Regions from separate parts of the Sus scrofa genome. Here region 2 is linked to region 1. Evidence: chromatin contacts called from public HiChIP or PLAC-seq data. All regions are on one chromosome and are shown on one strand. The core of a region is the stretch at or near the end of the contact, and the rest is flanking DNA. Distances in the headings are between cores, read along the strand shown. Region 1 has its middle 55 kb from the start of PCDH1. Region 2 holds the start of PCDH12 (protocadherin-12).

What was found. HiChIP or PLAC-seq counts read pairs in DNA pulled down with a chosen protein or histone mark.
Region 2: an H3K27ac HiChIP or PLAC-seq map of skeletal muscle shows a contact between it and region 1. The contact joins the promoter of PCDH12 here to the enhancer-like site in region 1. A contact is called at or near these places in 5 of 47 Hi-C or Micro-C datasets (heart right ventricle, mesenteric adipose tissue, omental adipose tissue and 2 more) and 1 of 2 datasets of contacts at active chromatin or transcription factors (skeletal muscle).

The regions. Positions count from the first base shown.
Region 1 is chr2:143,442,625-143,448,828 of Sscrofa11.1, reverse strand. No RefSeq gene overlaps it. Among named protein-coding and RNA genes, the nearest start is that of PCDH1, 55 kb to the left of the region's middle. Within about 2 kb of position 3,423, at least 7 of the 83 cell types and tissues checked have an H3K27ac peak or open chromatin away from gene starts, as enhancers often do. A contact at or near this core is called in skeletal muscle, where this site is marked.
Region 2 is chr2:143,561,621-143,567,824 of Sscrofa11.1, reverse strand. It overlaps PCDH12 (protocadherin-12), which reads left to right and starts at 2,797. Exons shown (of 4, transcript XM_003124041.4): 1 at 2,797-6,204. The coding sequence starts at 3,917.

The DNA.
Region 1 (6,204 bases), core at 2,174-4,673:
TCACCAGCCAGGGTAGGGAGATCAGTTCACCAGCAGCACCATCCACCAACGGCCATGTCCACACTTGCATCGAATTCTGTTTGGGAACTAGAGTAAAGACACACCCGAGGACAGGAGTCCATATTGAAGGCCAGGGAGAGGAAAAGAGTGACCAACAGCTAGCTTTTATTTATTTATTATTTTCTTAATCTCCTAAGATCTTAGGCTACCTGAGATTTAAAAACAAACAACAACAACAGAAAGCCCAGACAAATCGAGCAGCACTGCCTCCCAGCTTTTGCTCAAGCTGGGTCCCTTTCCTAGAACGGACTTCTCGCTGCCCATCTGTGTCCTACCTCGGCTTTCAGACAAAGCTAAGATCCTCCTCCTGAGCTTGAAGAAATCTACTCTGCTACTTAATGGCTGTTAAAAAGTGGGACAAGTTGCCGACACCTCCGAACCTTAGTCTCCCCTTCTGTAAATGGGATAGTAATAGCAATTGTATACACTCGCACAGGCTTATAGTGAGAAAACCCATATAAAAGAGGACCTGACATATTCAGCGCGCAATCAATGTAGTCATTCTTTTAAATAATACTTCCCTGAGCTTTTCCGGAACTCCCTACCCAAGACTTAACTGCGCCTGCCCCTCTACCCTCAGCCCCCCTCGCCCTGGCCCAGCCTACGTGCACTCTGGGAGCACAAGGCTTCTACTTCTAAGGTTTCCACCTGAGTCATTCTCCACCATGTGCCCTGAATCAGCTTTACGTATGCATGTGGCAGTCCCTAGCCATGCTTTGCGCTTGGTGGATACTCACTAAGTTGATAAATGCTTTTTTAAAAAGTTGCCCAATGAATCAAATTCCCAAGCCCTGTAAATCCCACTCAATTCCAACTCCTCTCTCCCAGCATCCGCACAAGGCCTGGTTCAGCCACTGCCAGCAGAACAGCACCAGGGGAACCACAGGAGGTGGCGGGGCAGCCGGGGAGGAGGGGGTGGGAAGGGATGGAGCCGCGAGGAGCTCCGCCGCTTCCAGGCCTCGCAGACCATGCTCTTTCCAGCCCCTTCCGCAGGGCACTTAAAATTCCACCTCATCTTCGATTAAGGAACAGCTGGCCCGATTCAGGCGAGTCTGTACAGGCCTTTAGCCAGCCAGAGCGGGTGGGTGCTGATCAGCTGGCCTCGGGCAATGAACTGTGCAGGCCCTGCCCCTGGACTGTCCAAGAGGCCCCTTGAGGGGTGGTCCATGCAGGCGAGGGAGGTTAAAATATCTATACCCTTCTACATGGTCTTTGTGGGTAAATACTGATCCACTTTTATCTTGGAGTACATGTAGGAACTCATTCCTTCGTTCACGTACTATCTACTGAGGGCCTACTATGTGCCAGTACTGTCAGAGGCTACAGTGCCATAGTGACAAGTCAGACAAAATTCCTGCCCACACAGAGCTTACTTTCCAGCGAGAGGACAGAGCAGGAGCAAACATGCAAAGAAATAATTCCATTTCAGAATGTGCTATTAAAAAGAAGCTAAGTCGGGCTAAAAGAATAGAGTGAAAGGGCATGAGAGGCGAACTCCTTTAGGCTGGATGGGTTGGGCAAGCTCTGAAACCTCAGGAAAATCTGGGAACAGAGCATCCCAGGCAGAGGGGACAGTAAGTGCAAAAGCTCAGAAGAACTGCTTTGGGATCAGCCACTCTCAGGATCTGTGTCTTTTTTTTTTTTTTTTTTTTTTTTGGCCTTTTTGTCTTTTGAGGGCCGCACCTGTGGCATATGGAGGTTCCCAGGCTAGGGGTCCAATTGGAGCTGTAGCCACCGGCCTACGCCAGAGCCACAGCAACTCGGGATCCGAGCCGTGTCTGCACCCTATATACCACAACTCATCCAGATCCTTAACCCACCGAGGAAGGCCAGAGATAGAACCTGAAACCTCATGGTTCCTAGTCAGATTCGTTAACCACTGAGCCACAACGGGAACTCCAGATCTGTGCTTTTTGAGGCAAATTTCAACCAGCCCCTACTGCATATAGACTTTTATGTCTTTCTGCTGCATTTTTGTCCAACTCCTCCCTGAGGCCTACCGCGCCTGCCCACCGCTCAGTAGCCTCTAATCCCATTGGCTTTCTCTCCACAGGGCCTTTGCACAATCTGTTCCCACCACTTTAAATGCTGTTCCCTGTCTACTTTCTCTAATTAAAGCCTAGATCCTTTAGATGTCAGGAAGCCTAGGGTGGTCCACCCCTGTCCTTCCACACTAAATCAAGTTCCTTTGTTACTTTCATATGATCAGTTTCCTTTAGTCTGATCCCTTATCGCACTTGGTAATTATGCATTCATTCCTGTGTTTATCTGATATTAGCATCTGAGTTTAGTCAGAATTACAAACCTCGGGAAAGCCGGGATCTCGTTTGTATTTCCAGCTGTTAGCGCAGTGCCTGGTACCTGGAAGGCACTTAACAAATACTTATGGGGCCAGCGCTGGGTCCTACCACTGTGAGTCCTCAGTGATAGCAGCGCGGCACAGGCGAGGAAAATAGGTTGGGGGAGGGCCTCAAAACCATGGACACAGGGGGTCTGGGGGAAAGGGAGGAGTTGTTCAGCCCAGGAGAAAGAGAGCCTTAGGGGCTGCAGAGGCCGCCGTCCGGTCCCGGGAGGCCTGTCCCTTGCCGGAGGAAGACCACAGGACGCGGGAGCCAGGGAGTGGAGGACGGGGCTGTCACCAGGACGCGGTGAGGCCTCTTCAAGGAAGGTCTAACAAGAAGGAGGAATTTCGGGAGTGGAACAGGTGCCTTCTTTTGTCCTCAGAGGTTTCCTGCAAGCAGGCAGCAGAAGAGAGGGGGCCCTGAGGTCTCCTGTGAAGCCGAGGCACTGTGACTGGGAACCACAGGAGCAGGTCCCTCAAGCCCACTGCTAATCAGTCCTCACAGCTGTAAAATGGGGCTGCCAGGTGCCCAGGGGGACTGCGGGGGGCCAGTGTGGCCTCCAGCTCCCTTCCCGGCGGTTGCCCTTCCCCCGCTCCCTGTCTGGATCTGAAGGCGGGGGAAGGACGGGAAGGGAGTGGGGGTGGGGGAGGCTCTTCCAAGGTCTTAAGCGGCTCCCCAGCTGGAGCGAAGGTGCATATTTTAAGTGGAGTTTACTGACAATGGATCTCTCTGGGGCTTGGAGGGGAAGGAAGCTGAAATAGGACCATTCTGTGAATTCCCAAGTTCTTTGTATCCATTGTACTGGGAACAATGCTGTTTGTTCAGCAGGTTCACTCAAGGTGGGGGGTGGGGAGGGGTGATTAGGCTCCAGTGTTCAGAGGTTTTTCGGGGGGCAGGCTGCTCAGGAATGGGGGACTCTTTCAGGAAAGGATAGAAACTGGAGGAGCTGGGGTGGCCCACAGGGGATGTGGGCAAGCTGCAAGGCTGGCTGGGTGGGTCTGAGTTCCAGGGCACTTCCCCAAAGGCAAAGAATTGCTTCCTTCCACCTTCTCCACCCTTCCTGAGGATTCTAAGCCTCTGCGGCTTCTGACCTTGACCTTAACGTGCTGACCCAAGGCTGCAAGGGATTGAGGGGGGAGTGGCAGGGCTGTCCTCGGACAAGTGACCTTGGGCAAGTCCCTTCCTTCTTGACACTTCACAGTCCCGCTGCCTCCGTGATCGAGGGATTGGCCGAGGGACGGTCTCACGGCTCTGCCAGCTGAGATGCTCCTTGGAACAAAGCTCATCTCCCTTCCTGCTCCCACCAGAACCCCAACCTCTCCAAACCTGGCCTCCCTGACGCCAGGTCTCGCTCGCTCAGCGGTGCACAGTTTGGCTTGCAGAGGACTCTGCACCCTCGAGTGAAAGAAGAGATGCGGTCCCCGGTTCAGTGGTGGACCCTCACGAGTAAGAACACCCCTATTACTGCAGATGTTGGCTCCCGCTGCCGCCTGGATGCAAAGCCCTGCGCTCCCGCTGCCTGATTCACCGTCACCTCTCTCAGCCTCGGTCTCCTCTCTGTGGAGGACACACAGCAACAGTGCTATCTGTGTCGCTGGGCTGCTATGAAAATTAAGTGAGATACTGCCCCTAAAGCACTCTGCGAGGCAGGTCGGGCTCCTAGATATCAGCCACATACCCTCAGCCCTCCCCATCCGTGGGTTTCGCAGCCGCCGACGTGGAGGGCCGACTGCATAGGCTGTACCGCGCCGCTGCGCTTGAAGGACTTGAGCGTCTTTGGATTGGGCATCTGCAGGGGCTCCTGGCCTAAGTCCCCCTGGATCCCGAGGCATGACTGTGCTTGTATGTAATTACTCCTCCTTTTTTAGGTAAGGAACGCAAGCTCAGAGAAGGTAAGCATCAAGCAGTGAATAAACTAGGGCGTTATAATTCAAACCCAGGCGGGTGGATTCTGAAGCTGAGTGGCTGAGCATGCTCAGGGCCTCCTGCGGGGATGGGACTGATGCCTGCTCTGAGCAGGCCTTGCCTGACCTTCCAACAGCACCTGCCAAAGCTTGAGAGCCAACGAGCCGTGTTATTTACCCAGGGCTGGGGCCTGAGACTCCCCTCCAGTCCTTCCCATAATCCTGCTGTCAATTTGAATCCCCCCCCCACCCTGCAACAGCCTCTGCAAGGCCTTGTCTGACCCGGGGAGGCACCAGGGCCTCCACCAGGAGCAGCCTCAGTGCTCCTGGGTGAGCTCCAGGACTGAACCCCTGCATTTGGAGTCTGAGCTACGGTTTGGCTGGACCTGAGACCTGGCCCTGGTTGCTCTGTGGCCTGGGGCCGTCAGAGAAAGTATCTGGCTCTGGACCTTCACAGAGCCAGAGCCGAGGGAGATGCGGGTCCGTCAACAGAGCTGGAAACAGGAGGAGCAGAGACCCAAGCCTTGGGGGCCCACAGGTTGGGAGCTGAGCCAGGGCTCCTTCCCCTTCCTCTCCTACCCCTGCAGGCACACTAGTCCAGCCTCTCTCCCACCCCTACTCGCACTCTTTCAACCGTTTCTCGCCCTGGTCCATGGATCTCCATCGAATGAGGGGAGAGAGAGGGAGGGAGAGTGGTGTCCACGCTGGTGATGTTGAGCAGTTTTCATTCCATGAATGAAGGTGCTGTGGGTTCAGGGAGGAGGGAGGCGGGGGAGGGAAGCCCTGGGTAGGGCAGCCGGGGATGGGGTTGCCATGGGAACAGTAGCCTGTCAGGAGCCCTGCCTTCAAAGCTGAGGTGCCAGGGTTGCAGGTTCCTGGTGGAGGCGGAGGGCGGAAGCATGTCTGGGGCGGGGAACAGTTCCGATCTGAGCCCCCTGGGACTCCAGCTCCTGGATTCCAGATCAAAACCCTAACCTGGGAGGGGAGCGGCATCACATCATGCTCCCCGGCAGACCAGCCTCAAACCCTCTCTAGCTGAGGGTAAGGCAGCCGCGGGTGGGAGCTACACCGTGGGGGAGGCTGTGATGGAAGCCCTCTGCTGGCACTACCCCCTCGGGGCAGGAGGGAGAGGGGCTCTTCCTCTGGCGCTGGCAGTGGGGCTTTGCTTTGTCCTCCAGGCGGGAGTCGGGGCAGGTTCCACAAGGACATGGTCACTTCCCCGAGGGGGGCCTTGGGAAGGGGGCTCAGAGAGCTGCCGGGCTGGGCGGCAGGGGGGCTCTCCAACCGCGCACGCTCGCTGCCTCCCTCCGCCACCGTGACCCTCTGCCCACTAGGGGGCGCCATGGCGCGGCTTCCCCGGGAATTGCGCAACAGGTCAGTTCCGAGACCCCAGGTGGCCGAGCGAGGCAGTGTGGCTGGGATGCGGCCTCAGGACATTTGCCTTTCGTGGGCTTGATGCAGAGATTTCAGGCCAGACTGAGCCCTGAGGGCCTTGAGGAGGCACGCAGCAGCCTGCACTGCCATTCTGCCCCAGCCCTTCCAGCCGGAAGCCACTCAGCCCTGGCCAGAGACCACCAACCCACCGAAGCAGCCCTCAAGCACCTACCGCAGGCGGGTACTGTGTGGGCATCGCCAGCAGGACCGAATGTAAGAAGGGAGCGGGGGAGATGGACATTGGCACAGCACCCAGTAGCGGGAAGTGCCGGCCCCGGAGTCCCGGAAACCGGGGTTAGAGTCCCCACTTTGCTTTTCCTACTTGGGTGACCTTCAGCAAGTTACTTCGCTTGAGCCTCAGTTTCCACCTCTGTAAGATGGTGATAGTAACAGTACTCAGCCAGGGAGCTGTGGGGGGAAAACGTGCTTCGAGCCCTTCGTGCAGCATGTGGCGCATGAGAAAC
Region 2 (6,204 bases), core at 1,548-4,047, 120 kb before region 1:
GGCATTGTCACCGCTGTGGCTTGGGTTTAATCCCTGGCCTGTTTTGGGCATGGCCAAAAACAAACAAACAAACGAAAAACCAAAAAAACCTCTTAGAGTGATGGAGATTTTCCAGACAAACTCCAGTTTTAGCCCCTGTCACATGACTGCTAAAGATCAACTGACCAAAACCAGAAAGGAGGAGAAAATATTACTAAACTGAAACCTCATTTCCTTTAAAAAAAAATCTGCTACCACATTTGCTGGCTTTGGATCCCTAAAGGGTTGCCTTAGCTTCATACCTCCAACGTGATTAAAACAAAAAACAATAATTAAACCACCTAATGCAAACCAATCCACATGCAAGGTTTTTTATGACCTGTGAGTCCATTTTCTGCATCTATGGATCTCAGTCAAGACAAGACCACACACACACACACACACACACACACACACACACACACACACACACCCCCTCAATGCCCTTTCAGGAATCTAAGTGTTAACACGTGTAAAATCATGAATCCCCTAATTCTTCCTGTGGGCGCGGCGTCATGCTAAGTTTTCCATTAAGAGGAATGACTGTGGGGTTCCTCTGGGGGCTCAGCGGTAATGAACTTGACTAGTATTCATGAGGATGCAAGTTTGATTCCTGGCCTCGCTCAGCGGGTAAAGGAGCCAGCATTGCAGTGAGCTGTGGTGTAGATTGCAGACCTGGCTCGGACCTAGTTCCCCCAGCCCGGTAATTTCCATATGCTGCAGATACGGCCCTAAAAAGCAAAAAAAAAGAAAGAAAGGAAGGAAGGAAGGAAGGAAAAGAAATAAGAAACGACTGTCACCTGTGTGTAGCTCCTTGCACTGTGCTCTCCACGGCACAAGAGCCCAGGTGTGGAGCTGTGGGCCTTTGTGAGCTCCAGCCCCCCACTGCTACTCTGTGCCCATCTCTCTGCCTTTGGCCACCAGATGGCACTCTGGAAACGTTCTCAGCCCCAGCATCTCCTGCACCAAAGCCCCCTGCATTACTCCCAGCTGGCCCTCCTCCCTCCCTCTTCTCCATTCCCTTCCAAGCCATTTCCCAGAGTGCAGCCCAAGGGGCTTTGCGGAGGGCAGATCTGCATAATCTGGCAAGTCCCCCAACCTCCTGTGCTCGGCTTCTTCAGCCCGACAGCATGGTTGGCAGGGAGGCATGGGACGACGCAGGAAAAGCAGCACCAGGACAAGGCTGCTCTTCCCAGCACCCTGCTCAGAGCCCTTCCAAAGCTCCCCAAGGCCTTCAGGACAAGCTCCGAATCCTTAGCTCAGGGCCCAGACCCTCCATCATCAGCAGCCTCGGCCAACATCTCCAGCCCACCTTCCACCCGGCAATGCCCACAGACTCTCCTGTGGGACGGCAAGGAGCCAGCGTGCCCACCTCTGGCCTCTGGCATTCTGCTCCGTCCGTGTGCACTGCCTCCCCGCAGCCCAGCCCGGCTCTGGCTCATTCCTCATGTCCTCCAGAGTCTGTCCAAGGAGCCTCCAGGCGCAGCCTCTCCCGGTCCCAGGCTGGATCTGGAGCCATCCACCGACCCGCTTCCTCTTTCATCTTCCCCGCCCCCACCTGAGATGACACGCCCCTTGGGGGTCACTTTCGGGGGCCTGTCACCAAAGGTCAATGAGCTGTCAGTGTGTCTCCAAGGAGCCTGGGCCCATGCCAGCTCCCCTTGCAGGACAGGCACGCGGGGCTCACGCCTGAGCTGAGGGAGCCCTGGGGAGTGGATCTTCCTGGCCAAGATGGCAGAGGAAAAAGTGAAGGGACAAACGCGAGACTGTCTTTACCATGTGCATTCAAGGCATAAACCCCAGAAGATACTACCAGGTAAGAGCTGGTCCCAGGTCAGGAGACTAGATTTCTCTGTCGCAGGCAAGGCGCTGAGCCCTCCCCAGTGTCATCTCCTGGAACCCTTCCTGCGAACTCTTGAGATGGGTGACAGCCACCCTCTACAGAGAAGGAAACTGAGGCTCGGGGAGGCGAGGTGACTTGGGCAACATCTCTATGCTAGCGAGGGTTCTGTCCGTGTCCAGAGCAGCACTGGAGGAAACGCCCTGTTGATTCAAGGCCCCTGCTGTGGGTCAGCGGGCTTTCAGCAAGAGGGGTGGGAAACCTCCATGACAATGTGACAGGACAGGGCATGGCAAAGAAGCACACAGGAGAAGGGGGCACGCAAGGGATGCTTAGACCACGGAGGCCCGCAGTCACCCATCCCAGTGGCCACAGGCCTCCAGGCCAGTGGGCCTGATTGGAGTCCTTGGGCCCCAAGGATGGAGCTGCAAATGCCCAATGCAGGGGAAACTGGCCCTTAACTCCCGTCCCTTCGACTGCTTTACAAACTTCCGGAGGCAACCTCATGGTAAAGGGCAAGACGAGACGGTAGGGCAGCAGATGGAAGCGGAAAGGAAAGGCAAGTCACCTCAAGGCCACCCAAGCCGGCCGCCCCCTCGCCCCATCCCGGGCTTCCCTTCTGAGACTGGACACAAACAGCGGCGGGGAGGGAAGAATTGGAGGAAGGGGGGCGGGGAGAGGAAGAGGGGGGAGAGGGAAGGGTATAGAAACGTCCAAGGCTGGGGGACTCCCCCGCGGGGCTCAGGCTGCACCAGACACAGAACAATGGGCCCCAAGGCGGGGAGGGGAGCTGGGGGGGGGGGGGAGCTGCCCGGTCAGGTCAGAGGGACCATCCCGCTTCAGGAGCCAAGGCCACGGGGCCCCCTATGGGTCTGTGCGGGCGGGGACTGCCCCAGGCAGCCGTGGGGAGGGCCAGACTGTGCAGATCACACCACCCACCCCGAATAACCACCTCTTTGCCAGGTCATCTTGACAAAACCGCTGCGAGGGCTGCTGTCTTATTCCCGACCACACCCGGCAGAGGAGCCGCTGGGTGCAGACGTTTCCCCTGGGACCCAGCTGGGAAGTTGCAGAGGCAGGGTTGGAATGCAGGCGGTTGGCTCTGACGGCTGCTCTCTTAATCAGCGCGGCTCCCCATGAGACGCAAAACAGGGATCGTGGCTCAGTGGTTAAGGAAGCCAACTAGCATCCATGAGGACTCAGGTTCAATCCCTGGCCTCACCCAGAGGGTTAAGGATCTGGCATTGCCATGAGCTGTGGTGTAGGTCGCAGATGCAGCTTGGATCCCGCGTTGCTGTGGCTGTGGTGTAAGGCGGTGGCTCCAGCTCTGATTCGACCCCTAGCCTGGGAACCTCCATTCGCCTCGGGTGTGGCCCTAAAAAGACAAAAGACAACAACAATAAAACGGGTGATCGGGGCAGGGTCAAGACTGAGAGGACGCGGGTGGGGGCAGGTGGGGGTGGGTGGTGACGGCCCAGGAGGGGCTGGGCGCTCTGCTCCCTTGGCCCCAGCAGGGGCTCCCGTGCCCTCAGCGGCGCTGCCCTGCTGCGTGGACAGCACCTTCCCATCCGGCCTGTCCCCGGCCGCATCCTCCTCAGCGGCAGGCCACTCGGCTTCACGGAAACTCTTTCTCTAATTGGCACTGAGACGCACAGCCTCCCTTTTCCTGTAGGTGGGGTTTCCATAGGAAAAAGCTGCTTCTCTGTCTCCCCAGCCTAGCAACTGTTTGGAAGTCAGAGCCGCACATCCTGCTCTCCCGGGTCAAGTCCCCCTTGGACTGGCTCTTGTTCGTCATTTGCTGACTGGGACCAACGGGGGCCCCCGGAACGTGGCCTCCCGGGCCATTCTGCTCCGTCGGTCTTGGGGCTCTCAAGCCCCTGCTGCCGACGATGGCCTGGCCTGGGAACTCTGCTGGTTCCCTCAGCTAATTATGGGACACGACTGTGCCCGCAGGTCTGGGGGCCGGAGAATCAAGCCCCCCGGCAGACACCGGAGGACGTGTCTAGTCTTTGGCAAACTCTAGCGGATTCCTGGATCTGGTCCACTCGGGTGGTAAGCATGATGCCACTTCTGCCGCTTCTGCTGGGACTTCTGGGACCTGGTGGCTCCTTGCTCCTTTCGGGGGATTGTCAGGAGGTGGCCACTCTCACAGTGAAATACCAGGTGTCCGAGGAAGTGCCGGCCGGCACGGTGATAGGGAAGCTGGCCCGGGAGCTGGGCCGGGAGGAGCGGCCGGGGCTGGCGGGGGGTGCCTTCCAGGTCTTGCAGCTGCCTCAGGCGCTGCCCATCCAGGTGGACGCTGAGGACGGCCTGCTCAGCACAGGGAAGCGGCTGGACCGGGAGCAGCTCTGCCGGCAGCAGGATCCCTGCCTGGTTTCCTTTGACGTGCTGGCCGCAGGGGACTTGGCTCTCATCCACGTAGAGGTCCAGGTGCTGGACATCAATGACCACCAGCCCCAGTTCCCCAAAGGCGAGCAGGAGCTGGAAATCTCGGAGAGCGCCTCGCTGAGCACCCGGATCCCCCTGGACAGAGCTCTGGACCCAGACACCGGCCCCAACACCCTACACTCCTACACCCTGTCCCCCAGCGAGCACTTTGCCCTGGATGTCATCGTGGGGCCTGATGAGACCAAACACGCGGAGCTCGTGGTGGTGAAGGAGCTGGACCGGGAAATCCGCTCGTTTTTTGACCTGGTGTTGACTGCCTATGACAGCGGGAACCCCCCCAAGTCAGGCACCAGCCTGGTGAAGGTCAACGTCCTGGACTCCAATGACAACAGCCCTGTCTTTGCTGAGAGCTCGCTGGCACTAGAAGTCCAAGAAGACACTGCCCCTGGCACTCTCCTCATCAACCTGACTGCCACAGACCCTGACCAAGGCCCCAACGGGGAGGTGGAATTCCTCCTCAGCAAGCACGTGCCTCCAGAGGTGCTGGACGCTTTCAGCATTGATGCCAAGACCGGCCAGGTGATCCTGCGGCAACCCCTGGACTACGAGAAGAACCCCGCCTACGAGGTAGACGTCCAAGCGAGGGACCTGGGTCCCAACCCCATCCCAGCCCACTGCAAAATTCTCATCAAGGTTCTGGATGTCAACGACAACGCTCCGAGCATCCACATCACGTGGGCATCCCAGCCGTCGCTGGTGTCCGAAGCGCTGCCCAAGGACAGTTTCGTTGCCCTCGTCACGGCAAACGACCTGGACTCGGGGGACAACGGGCTGGTCCACTGCTGGCTGAGCCAAGAGCTGGGCCACTTCAGGCTGAAGAGGACCAACGGTAACACGTACATGCTGCTAACCAACGCCACGCTGGACAGAGAGCAGTGGCCCCTGTACACCCTCACTCTGCTGGCCCAGGACCGGGGACCCCAGCCCTTATCAGCCGAGACACTGCTCAGCATTCAGATCAGTGATGCCAACGACAACGCACCCGTGTTCGAGAAGAGCCGATACCAGGTCTCCACTCGGGAAAACAACCTCCCCTCCCTTCATCTCATTACCATCAAGGCCCACGACGCAGACCTGGGCGTTAACGGGAAAATCTCATACCGCATCCAGGACTCCCCAGTTTCTCACTTGGTAGCGATCGACCCGGATACAGGAGACGTCACGGCGCAGAGGTCACTGGACTATGAACAGATGGCCGGCTTCGAGTTCCTGGTGGTGGCGGAGGACGGGGGCCAGCCCCAGCTGGCATCCAGTGTCTCCGTGTGGGTCAGCATCCTGGATGCCAACGATAACGCCCCAGAGGTGATTCACCCCATGCTCAGCGATGGGAAAGCCAGCCTCTCGGTGCTTGTAAACGCGTCCACGGGTCACCTGCTGGTGCCCATCGAGACGCCCAACGGCCCGGGTCCAGCAGGCACCAACTCGCCCCCACAGGCCGCCCCCGGCTCCCAGCCATTCTTTTTGGCAACCATCGTGGCGAGAGATGCAGACTCGGGGCCAAACGGAGAGCTCCTTTACAGCATCCGGAGTGGCAACGAGGCCTGTCTCTTTGTCCTCAGCCCCCGCCTGGGGCAGCTGTTCGTCAATACCACCAATGCCAGCAGCCTCATCGGGAGCGCGTGGGAGCTGGAGATCGCGGTGCAGGACGGCGGCAGCCCCTCCCTGCAGACCCGAGCCCTGCTGAGGGTCGTGTTTGTCACCAGTGCGGACCACCTGAGGGACTCAGCCCGAGAGCCCGGGGCCCTGAGCACGTCAATGCTCGCGGTGATTTGCCTGGCCGTGCTGCTGGCCGTCTTCGGGTCCGTCTTGGCTCTGATCATGTCCATCTGCCGGACGGAGAAGAAGGACCACAGGGCCTACAACTGCCGAGAGGCCGAGTCCTCCTACCGTCACCAGCC